2 separate regions of the Rattus norvegicus genome follow, and region 2 is linked to region 1. A link is a contact called in public Hi-C data. All regions are on one chromosome and are shown on one strand. The core of a region is the stretch at or near the end of the contact, and the rest is flanking DNA. Distances in the headings are between cores, read along the strand shown.

Region 1 (5,898 bases), core at 1,216-3,715:
AAGAAGTAACTTGTAGAAATGTATTTTGAAAACATTTCACACTTCAACTTTGTATCCATTTAAAATAACCTTTTTTCAATAAAGCACTATTGTTTAGATATTAAATGAGTTGTCCTCTTTTTGAGTAAGGTGTGAGGTCCATTGGGAAGATTCAGGACCCCAGTTGCAACTGTGTGTATCTGCGGGATGGTCCTTGTATCAGTAGTAGGAGTACTGCATGTTTTTATCAGAGATAACCAAGATACTCCAGAAGAGATGCTATAGCTGTACAGACTGTGTACAGGTTATCCAACTGTCTGCAGATTATTTGATAAAAAATGGACACTAAGACTTCATAGGTAAGTTTACTAATTAGAAAATGAAGCAACAACTGTTAAACATAGTGTGAAGTAAAAGTGACCAAAATAGGTTTCTAATTCTCTGTATTTGTAAGAGAGATAAATTAGAAAAAGTTTTTAAATTTTTTTAATAGTTTACTTATTTATTGGGTGGAGTTTTTTGTGTTTGAGACACTCATTGTAACCTGGCTAGCCTGGAACTCTGGAGATCAGGCAGCTCTCCCAACTCAAATTTCCTACCTCTACCTCTGGGGTGCTGAAACTAAAGGTGTGTACCACCATGCTCAGAATTTTAAGGGTTTCTACCTTTTTATTGTATGTGTGTGAGTATTTTGCTTGCATGTATATCTTTGTACCGTGTGCATGCCAGTCGCCCAAGGAGGCCAGAAGAGGGTGTCACATCCCCAGGAACTGGAATTAACAGACAGTTGTGAGCAGCCATATGGGTGCCAGGAACTGAATTTGTGTGTTCTGAAAGAGCAGCCAGTGCTCCTAACCGCAAAACTGTCCCCCCCAGCCCAGGAAAGCGACTTAAAAATATCCGATGGGATGGCCCAGTGGCTAGGAGTACTTGCCACATAAGCTGACCAAACTTGAGTTTGATCCCAAGACTCAAGGAGGAAGAACTGCGCGTGCGTAGGTGTACGTGTGTGTACGTGTGTGTGTGTGTGTGTGTGTGTGTGTGTGTGTGTGTGTGTGTGTGTGCGCGCGCGCGCGCGCGCGCGCGTGCATACACACGTTTTCTAAAGACCCGCAATAACAAACCACATAACCTGAAACTATCCTAATCTGGATGGGATTATCCTAGTCTGAGTGGGTGAGCAACCTCTTGGTTTTAGCTTCACACCTGTTTGTCAGCCTGACTCGTGAATTGACCACCCAGTACCATTGGAGCCTTCATCCTTTTGCTTTCTCAGCAGCGCACTGATCCTAGGCACTGAGGCTCCTGCTATCTAAGTCATTAGGTTGCTTATATCTAACCTCATTCTTGCCTTGTCCAGTCCAGCTCCTTTTCTTAATGATTGACATCACACTCGGTGGTGGTGGCAGTGGCAGTGGCTGGTTACAAGAAAGGGATAGCTAAGGCGGAGGAGAAAGTTGGGAAGCCTACTAACATTGCTGACCTAGTCAGCCTGTACTTCTAGGTTGCCTTGGGGATGCAAAGGCCCTCCCTGTTTGTCATAGGGACTTCACACCAAAGGCTAGTGCTCTGTATGAAATGACTTGGGGGCTGTATGGATTTATTGAGCCTAGACAGCGGTTGGTTCAGAGGGCTGGCTCCCTACAGGGCCATTCAAGTAACCAATGAAAGAAGAAAGTGAGGATGCTGCAAGTCACCGAAGTGGAAGGACCAAGATGCAGTCTCACCATTTTGATTTCTAGAAAGCTTCAAATCCAAAAGGGAACAGAGATGGCTTCGAGGACTCTTAGAATAGCCTGCCTCAAAAGCGACCCTTGAGGAACATCAGGTGTTTCCTCTATTCTCAGGTTGGGCACGACGGATGGGAGATAGGAAAGGAGCTGGCAGTTAGGGGATGCCTGACCAAGGATATGAATGCCAGCATAGTCCCGCGAGCTTGAAGTCCAAGGCCCCACCCAGAACCCAGGCCGCCCTTCTTGCCAAAGCCGGAATGTAGGCTGAGAACAGCCCGTATGCTAAAGTCCCGCCCAATGCCTACGTAGGGCCCACTCGCGTTCCAGAGTCCCAAGTCTGGGGTAGTCCTCCCTTGTTCCGAAGCTGCATCCAAGACGGAACCCTCCCCGCCGTGCCAAAGTGAAGACTAAGACGGAGAATTCGCGGCTCTCCTAAGTCCCACCCACCACAGCGTTCTCAGGTCCTAAAGCCCTTCCGACGGCCGAGGGGCCGAGGACCCGCCCAGCGTGTAGAGCCCTGTTGCACCCGCGGAGGAGCTGCAGAGCTTTGCTTCTGACTTTCTGGCGCTCACTCGCCCCGCCCTGCCCCATGTGATGACCAATCAGCGCTAGGTGCTGCGCTCGCAGGCGCTGGTCGGGAGGACCCACCCGCAGGCCAATCGGCGGTGCGTCCGCGGGGGGGGCGGGGCTGCGGCGGACGCGCGGCGGGGGCGGGGAAGCAGCTAGCTGTCGGGATCGGGCGGCGCGGGCACAGGACGTGGAGGAGGCCTGGCTGGCGGCGTCGCAGGCCGGTGTGGCACGGTGAGGACGTGGTGGCCGTGAGCGGGGGAGGGGGACAAGTGGCTCGGGGGCGGTGGGTCGGGCTTGGGTTTCCTTCGTTAACCGGACCTCAGCGGAACCCGAGCCGGACCAGGCCTGAGGCTGGCCGTCCACCAGAGAAAGTCCACGCCCGGCTCTGAGGCCTTCGTGAGGCGCGCCAGCTCCTCACAGAATCCGCGTTTGACAACACACGTCTGTGAATGGCCTGACTGTGGAGGGCGAAGGGAGGGAGAGTCTCGGGTCCAGACTGGATGTCCGCTGAGGACTGACTGGAGTGTTGCTTGAGTAAATGGGCAGTCTGGGAGGGCTGAGAGCTGCAGGGTTCCGTGGAGCCAGGCTGTCAGCAGAGTCCTGAGGGCAGGAACATCACACGTGGAGACCAGCTGTCGAGGAAGGGGGGGTGATCAGAGTCTGAGCGTCACTCGTGGACATTGAGTGTCCTGTAGAGGGCTAAGGGCCACAAGAATGCCCTGCTGAAGACCACCCCCACTCCCAGGCCAGTGCTCAACGAAGCAGAAGCCTTGAGAAGCAGCATCAGGAGCCACAAATGAAAGCCCAGAAGGTCATTCTTTTTTTCTTCTCAGCCTTTCCTTCAAAACTGAGAACTCAGGTGTTAATGTTGTTACGATACTAGGATCTAGAAGCAGTACTGGCCCATTGCGTTTTCCTCATCCCAGGTTGTAAGCGCCTTTGCCATTTACACACGTGGCAGTGATTTGTTAAGCTGTTTCGTGCCCCAGTAATGGTGGTGAAAAATAGATACGAAAAGGCATTCTTGAAGGAAATAATGTCGCTACACCGTGCTGAGAAAGAATGGAGAGACTTAAGATTCCAGGCAGAATCTTTAAAGGGGTGGCCTTTCTCCCTAGCTTTGTTCTGTTTCCATGAGGTGTTTTTGACTGGGCCACTGTGAAAATGTTTGGTAATTAGTGGGTAACGCTGAATTAGAGTCAGTCTTGTGGAGACAGTATTATAATCAGCAGCACAGATTCTCTTTGAAATCCTTTTGAAACGGGGAGGTATGAAGTAATCTTTACTTGTAGACCAAATAAAAGTTTAGTGAGTTTTGGGACACGGGAAGGCATTTGCAAAGCACTTTGTGGCTATCGAGTTGTCAGTTCTAAAGTCTTCAAAGGAGGGGTTGGGGGTTTAGCTCAGCTCAAGGCCCTGGGTTCGGTCCCCAGCTCCAAAAAAAAAAGAAAAAAAAAGTCTTCAAAGGAGAAGGCCAAGTTGCACAGCCTCCCCGTACCCCTATCCCCCACTGTTTTTTGTTGAGATATTTTCCATAGCCCCAGCTGGCCTCTAACTCCCCATCCTCCTCTGTCAGGCGTCTGAATGCTGCGAGTACAGTTCGAGCACGGGTGTGCGTCATGGCTTCCTAGGCACAACCCCATTTTAAATAAAGCAGAGAAAGACGTTGACTGGTGGGGTTGTGGATGCCTCCCTGGGATGTGTGTAAAACCAGCCATTGACAGAGAGGAGCTCAGGTATAACTCTCATCTGCCCCCCACCTTAGGTTCCTCATCCACAGAGTGGGTTTAGAATGTACTTACCTCAGATGCGAGTTGCCGTGACTAAGAAACAGTTTTTCAAAGCTGCTCAGATGCCCTGCCAATAAATGCTTACGTCAGTAACCGTTGCTGTCAAGGGAAAGAGTGACCTGAATCAACGGCAGTGCGTATTTGTAAGAAGAGTTAGGGAATTGGTGATTCCACAGAGTTATCCTACTTGGAGGGGAGGATATAGATTGCATTGCCTAAGCAGAGATTAATCAATCCATGGGTAATCCTGAGGGGCGCCATTACGTCTGTTTGTCAGTTTCCTCCTTTCCAAATATCCCTGCTTCTAGTCATGTGAACCCCTTCTGAATTCAGACATTAACAGATTTCTCTAAATCCTGCCAATCATTTCGGTTACATCCACAGTTTCCTTTTCCTTGTTTCCCTTTCATGAACTCTGTACATGCCCTGCCCTGCTTGGTGTGCAGCCAGAACGCACTGAAGAGCTGGGTGACGCCAGTCTGTTCCTTTTTCTCTATGTATCTGTTGAGGTAGCGGTTTTATCAATGAGAGTTGAAAAGCTGAGACTCTCACGGTACAGTAGTATGTTCAAGTCTGGTGTTAGGACTTCCTCAGGAGTGTTTATGTGGGCGATGATTGTGGTCCACTATTTTTGGAAAGCAACTACCAATATGTGATACTTTGATTTTTGAAATGCTACTTAAAAAAATTAATCTGATAAGCAAAGCTTGTATCAATCAGGTGGTTAAGTACTTTTGGCTAGTAAACATTCTTTGGCAAGCTCATTCCTGTCCCTCTTGAACCATTTTGATCCCAGGAAATATGCTTTAAGTTGTTTGTTTGTTTGTTTGTTTGTTTGTTTTCTTTTTTCTTTTTTTTTCGGAGCTGGGGACCGAACCCAGGGCTTTCCGCTTGCTAGGCAAGCGCTCTACCACTGAGCTAAATCCCCAACCCCAAGTAGTTTGTTTTAAAGATTTATTTTATTTATGAGTACACTGTAGCTGTCTTCAGACATACCAGAAGAGTGGATCAGATCCCACTAAAGATGGGATCTCACCATGTGAGGCACCATGTGGTTGCTGGGAATTGAACTCTTAACCACTGAGCCATAGTCTTTTAACCTTAACAATGAAATGAATGTGCACATAAAAATTAAAGTGTTAAAAGGTATATGTGAGGACATGGACAGAGTCGGAGGGCAGAATGGTAGAAGTGATTTTGTTTTAGATTTGTAGGATTATTTTCCACCAAGCCTGGTATTTTAGTTTATTGCTACCTTAAAAAAAAATCTGAGAGGGGCTGGGGACTTAGCTCAGTGGTAGAGCACTTACCTAAGAAGCACAAGGCCCTGGGTTCGGTCCCCAGCTCCAAAAAAAAAAAGAACCAAAAAAAAAAAAAAAAATCTGAGAACGGTTATGCCAAAGCCTTGTGACCTACATCGGATCCAGGGACAAATGTGATAGAAAGAGAGAAACTATTTCCCCAAAATTGTGTTCTCATCTCTTTATGTGAATAGTGTCAAACATCTGTGCACACACATACACAAATAAGTGTGATTAAAAACCATGGAGAAAGGCATTATAATGTGACAGGATACAGCAATGAGACCTGCTTTGGCTCATCTCTCCTCCCCAGCCCATCCCAACCGCATCCCATCCCAGCTTGTGTGTGGACTTCCATCTAGTTGAACTACTAGAACCCTGACAGCCCAACCCCAGGCAGCTTCCTCTTCTCTCCTCTGTTGTCTCAAACTGTCTGTACTCTGCCTTCCCACCACCTCTGTTCACACACAGGTAATGTGCCCACATCACCTGATTGAGACAGGGTCTGGCCATGTAGCCTTGACT
Region 2 (5,898 bases), core at 2,405-4,904, 270 kb after region 1:
GCCCAAGTTGGCCTCTGGTCTCCACGTGCCTATGTATGTTTGCACTCGTGCCATACACAAAAGCTTGCAAGTTACACGGGAGGGGGGGGGGGGCAATGAACCAATCTTTACACTTGTTCCCAGCGGTTGGCAGAGAAGAGCAGGTGCACGGAATGATCCTCGAGCTCGGTTTTCTTTTCTAAGTAGGAACTCAGAAGCTTGCCGATTTCTGTTGATCTTTCTAGAAAGACAAAGATACAAACACGACTTCAAGTCAGACTGTTCACCTGAAGTATGCTATGGTTTGCACCGAAGTTTTCTCCTTGTGCTCGTGTCTAACTCTGAACGTTATTAAACCTCTAGACAGCTTTGGACCATCTCTGAAGCCAAATGAGTTTCCCCAAGGGAAGGAAGTAACGCGCACGTTCAGTCTTGATTTCAAAAGTACTTGTTAAGACTTTTTTGACCAGGGTTGGGGATTTAGCTCAGTGATAGCGCGCTTGCCTAGCAAGCGCAAGGCCCTGGGTTCGGTCCCCAGCTCCGAAAAAAAAGAAAAAAAAAAAAAAAAGACTTTTTTGCTGGTTGGTTTGAAAATTAAAATATCCAGGAAAGCGTTGCTCCAATTCCTACTTAATTTGTAGGATGAGGGGTTGGTGTCCAGTGCATAGGGCTCAAGGCCGGAAGTCAACGTCATGCTCCTTTTTCAGTACCTGTCCACCTTGTGTTTTCAGAGGCTGTCTTCCACCGGGACCAGCTCACTTTTGGCTGGACTGGCCAACAAGTACCAGGAAAGTGCCCGCCTCTACCTTTCCAGCACTGGGATAAGCAACCATATCCGCTTTTTTTTAACCTGGGAGGCTAAACTCAGGCCCTCGTTTCAGTTTGCATTTTACTAATTCATCTCCACCAGCTGGGCCTCTCACATCAATGACCAATCAAGAAAATGTTTCCCAGGCTTGTCTGTTGGCCCATCTGGTGGGTCCAGTTTTCTCAATTGAGAGTCCCTCTTCCCAAATGACTGTAGCTTGTGTCAAGGTGACATAAACTAGCCAGCACATGCATGCACAATAATAGATAAATATTCTAAAAGCTTTTACAGATACAAAGACTAAAGCCCAAAGAGAGGGTGAGGGAATTCCCAAGGCCCGCCCGCGCACCAGGGAAACGCAGCAGCTCCGCTCTGTGGCCCGAGGCGCACAGCGCGGTCACCAGCCTGAGGCACTGCGTGGTCTTGCCAGCACGGTCCACACCCTCCAGCACGATGAGCGCCCCGCGACGCGACGCCATCGCGACTGACAGCCTGCACAGCTCCAGCCAACCTTTCAGGTTCCCGCCAATGTTAGCTGCAGCAGAAGGGAAGCGCGCGCTGGTGCTCTGCCCGGACGCACCTCTTCCGGCTGGAAGTGGAGCACTGAAGACTGCAGGGAACCGCTTCCGGACATGACGCAATCTAGGCCCCCAGCCCGCTGACGAGCGAACGCCTACTCCAGGAACTTCCGTTTGCAGCTCCCGGAAAGGACCAATCCTACCTACTAGGGTTTTGCGGGCTCTGGTCACGTGGAAGTTCTAGAACAGTAACGGAATCAAATTTTCTTTCCTCTAAGCGCGCTACTGGACGGTTTTAAAAGTTTCTTATCACTCACACACATGCGCGCGCACACGAGCCATCTTATGATCCGGCTGCAAAAGGAATAAAGATAACAGCATCGATCCCCAAGATGCACTGACTGCAGCATCTTCAAAGCGCTCAGGAATTTTCGTTGTGGTTTTAGTGTCGAAAACCCACGGACGGAAGTTGGTGGAAGGAAATGGACTTATTTGCAGCGTTGGCCAGAACTGAAAATTTCCTTTTTTTTTTTTTTTTTGGATTTGCCCCTAGCAGTGTTTTTACAGAAAAAAAATTAATAAAGTCAGGAAAAATATATGAGCAGGAGGTGGGTAAATCTCTGGGAGTTTAAGGCCAGTTACATAGTTTCAGGCCAGCCAGGGATACATTGTGAGATCCAGTCTGAAAAACCAAAACAATACTCTAGAGGCCGAGGCAAAAGGATTTGTAGTCAAAGGTTGTTTCTAAAAGACTGGCTAGGGGGGTTAGGGATTTAGCTCAGTGGTAGAGCGCTTGCCTAGCAACCGCAAGGCCCTGGGTTCAGTCCCCAGCTCCGAAAAAAAGAAAAAAGAAAAAAAAAAAAAAAAAGACTGGCTAGGGAAGTACTCAGTCGATAGAGCACTTTCCTAACACGAACAAAGACCTGAATCCCATACCCAGCACACAATAAATTAGTTATAGTGAGTGACATAGCCTATAACCCCAGCACTTGTTCAAGGTCTATACAGACATTCGAACTAACGTCCAGTCAAAGATGTTCAGATGCCGGACACATATGTAAACATGCTCAACATAAACATATTGTTAGTAATCATACATTAAAAGAAGATAATTTCACATCTCTTCGAGAATAGCCCGAATCTACCAGGCTAACCATACAGCATGTGAAGCAAAGGAAACTGTTAGAGCAGATGAGAAGGCAAAGAAAGGAAGACAGCTTGGCTGTTTCTCAGGAAACCACTCTACTTTTAACATAAGGTCACTGTTTACCCAAATGAACTGGAAACTGTCTACAGAAAAACCTGCACACTGATTGTATCAGCTCCAGTCACAATTGCCTAAATATGGAGGCAGCTAAGACGTCCTCCAACAGGCAAACCGATAAACTGGTAGCTACACGGTGGCATAATTTAAGTAAAAAGTAAATCATCAAGACTCATTAGGACATGGAAGAACCAGAAATGCATGATAAATGCAGCCAGTCTGAAAAAACTATATACTGCAAAACGCGACTACATGACATCCTAGTAAAACAAAGCTACAGAAAAAATGTTTATTGATTACGTGTGTGTGTGTGTGTGTGTGTGTGTGTGTGTGTGTGTGCGCTCGCGCGCGCCTGAGTGTCTTATATTGTAGTGGACCGGAGGAATTAAAGGCAATGAAAATATTCTTCAGGATGCTAAAAGGGAGATACTAATATGTATTTGTCAGAAATATTAGACCTCACCAAGAATGGACTCTATGGTAACCACGGACTTTAGATAATAATGTAGCAGTATTGTTTCATTAAGTGTAACAGAGTTGTCGTAGGAATGTAAAATGTATTTTTGCAGGCACCCAGGCGTGCGTGGCTTCTTCACGAAGTGCTAGTCAGCGTGGCCACGCCCCCTCGGGACTAGACAGCCACAAAGAGCATCGATGTTAACCGATGCCGGAGAGGAGGCCCACTCAGCCAGGAGAAACCACAGGCGGCTGGTGTCGCCTCTTGGTCCGGCCAGACCCCAGGCAACGCGGGCAGAGCGGCAGGTATCGGCTGTCAGGCGTGGAGCCAGCACACGTGCAAGCGCGGTGCCTTGCCTAGAGCTCGACAGGGCACCATCAGGGATTGGAAATCGGCTGGAGCCAGAGAAGTACCTTCCACATTGCAAACTGCGAATCGAGCCCATCTCCCACCCACATTCTCTCAGGGCAAGCCCCACAGCGCCATCTGGCGACCGCAGCAGGCCGGAAGCATAGGGGTGGACCCCCGACATGCCCCGCCCCCGTTCCGGCCAATCGGAGCACGCGGCTCATGAATAGTGAGCGCGCGGCGCCGCCCCGCCCCGAGACCGCGGCACCGCCCGCTCGCGCAGACCCCGAGCGTGGCCGCAGCGAAGATGGCGACTGCCATGTACTTGGAGCACTATCTGGACAGTAAGCACTCTGGCCGAGCCGCCACCCGCGCGGGTCCGCGCCGCCGCCGCTCTCGGCCCATCGCGAATCGTTCGGGGCTCCGGGATGCGGAGGAGGATGGGGACAGATCATGGGGATTGTAGGGGGGGGTCTCACGGTCGGTCTGGGGCGGGGCCGCGGATGGAGGGCGTGGGGCGCGGCGCGGGGGTCCCGCCGCCTCCGCCGCGCCAATTCCAGGTGCGTCACGGAGGGGTGTGGCCTGCGGCTCAGCCCGCCTTCTCCGCTTCGGCCACACCCCTGACGCCGACCACGCCCCTCTCCCCTCCTCTCTACTTAGGACTGGGTTGCGAGGAGGTCCGCCTCTTCTTCACCTGCTGCTTGTGCTAAGATCGGTTGTAGAGAGCCAAAGCTACTGTGTTTGCCTGTGGAGCTGTAGGGAGGAGCTCTAGGCTAGTGGGGTGCGTTTTTCGAGGGAACTTGTGCTATCAAAGCTAGCCCGGCAAGGGAGGATGCCCTGTATAACGGGTTGACCTTTGACGTCCTGGGCATTGGTAACTCCGTTTATTTATAGACGGTGAGATTGGCTCCCGATAAAAATTAGGAGGAGGATTATTTCTCACTCTTTAGTGGAAGAATTGAAACCCTTTGGAGGGAGGTGGAAGAATTGAAACCCTTTGGAGGGAGGTGGAAGAATTGAAACCCTTTGGAGGGAGGTGGATCAAACCAATGGGGCGTCCATTTTCTACCTGGGCCTGGGCAGTGGGACTGCAAGGTGAACTTTTATTCTGATGTCCATCCAGTGGGCATTCTGATCGGTGAGTTCAAGGCGAGTTCATTTCACTGCTGGCATCGTGTGATGGTCCCTGTCTGCCCCCACCTACCCTGTGCCATTCACAACTCAATATTTCTCTTCAACTCACTGATTAATTGGAACACACGTTTTGTTAAATCTTTTTTTAAAAAAGATTTATTTATTTAATGTATGTGAGTACACTGTAGCTGTCTTCAGACACATCAGAAGAGGGCATCAGGTTACATTATAGATGGTTGTGAGCCACCATGTTGTTGCTGGGATTTGAACTCAGGACCTCTGGAAGAGCAGTCATCACTCTTAACCACTGAGCCATCTCTCTAGCCCTTGTTAAATCGTTTTAAAGCTCACAATATTAAGGCGTGGGGGTAAATAAAGATCCGGAAACTGCAGATAAGGGTCCCTCTGTCAGAGAGTAGAGAGGTCCACCAGGGGGTAGAAAGGTAAATACTGCCAGGGTCACAGGAGTAAAGCTGTAGACAGGAAGTTACAGGCTTAAAACAGCAAGTCTTATAAGATGTAGCCCTAAAATGCTGGCCTTGTGGGCTGTGGAGATACTTGAGCACAGAAAGACCTAGGGAGCAGCTGGAGCCTGCTGTAAACTTAAGGATTAAGACATAATCTGCACCAGGGGATGCAGGGTGGGCAGAAAAGCACCAGGGGTTTGATTGACAAGCAGCTCACTCTCACCTATAGGAACTGGAGGACTGCTCAGTGCCTCTGCTTGCCTTTCCAGTGCTCATGGCTGTGTGTGGCTAGAGACTGGTATGTTGGGCCCTGCTGAGAGAACAGTGTCTTGGGACAGTATGGTCTGCAGCTCCTGGTGTTGTAGGTATCTGGACAAAGTTGAAGAGATCAAGGAGGACCCAGGTTCCGGCTTGAGCTTTGGAGGATGAAGTTCACTGTGTGTGGCCTAGGGGAGAGGGAGGGTGTGGTTCAGGAGAGGAGTCTCAGCTGTCTTCTCTGCCTGCTGGGAGCAGGTTTCTGTATCCTCCAACTTCTGGTGCTTTTGAAACTGTCAGCCTGCTGTGCTCACTGTTTGGTGCCCCCTCACCCCTACAAGGTCTTAGTCACTTTTGGTCCCCAAACTAGAAGAGAAATAGATGAAGGGCAGGCTTTGGTGTAAAAGAGATGTTTTTTTTGTTTGTTTGTTTGTTTTTTCTTTTTTCTTCTTTTCGGAGCTGGGGACTGAACCCAGGGCCTTGCACTTGCTAGGCAAGTGCTCTACCGCTGAGCTAAATCCCCAACCCCAAGAGAGATGTTTTTTAAAAAGGTATATTTTATGTAAATGGGTGTACCACATGTATTCGGTGCTCACCGAGGACTGAAGAGGGCATTGGATCCCCTTGAACTAGAGTTACAGATGGCTGTGAGACTTTCCTAGGTGCTG

The links. A called contact is a pair of places that touch in the nucleus more often than the background predicts.
Region 2: a contact with region 1 is called in a Hi-C map of Schwann cells, with 6 times the contacts expected there. The contact joins the promoter of Ing5 here to the promoter of Farp2 in region 1. A contact is called at or near these places in 2 of 12 Hi-C or Micro-C datasets (Schwann cells and mammary epithelial cells).

What each region holds. Positions count from the first base shown.
Region 1 is chr9:101,498,662-101,504,559 of GRCr8, forward strand. Farp2 (FERM, ARH/RhoGEF and pleckstrin domain protein 2) reads left to right here and starts at 2,466. Exons shown (of 27, transcript NM_001108233.2): 1 at 2,466-2,513. It overlaps Septin2 (septin 2), which reads left to right. Exons shown (of 13, transcript NM_057148.2): 13 at 1-105.
Region 2 is chr9:101,770,242-101,776,139 of GRCr8, forward strand. It overlaps Ing5 (inhibitor of growth family, member 5), which reads left to right and starts at 3,655. Exons shown (of 8, transcript NM_001394332.1): 1 at 3,655-3,718. The coding sequence starts at 3,682. Dtymk (deoxythymidylate kinase) reads right to left here and starts at 1,492. Exons shown (of 5, transcript NM_001106925.1): 1 at 1,137-1,492; 2 at 112-220. The coding sequence starts at 1,266.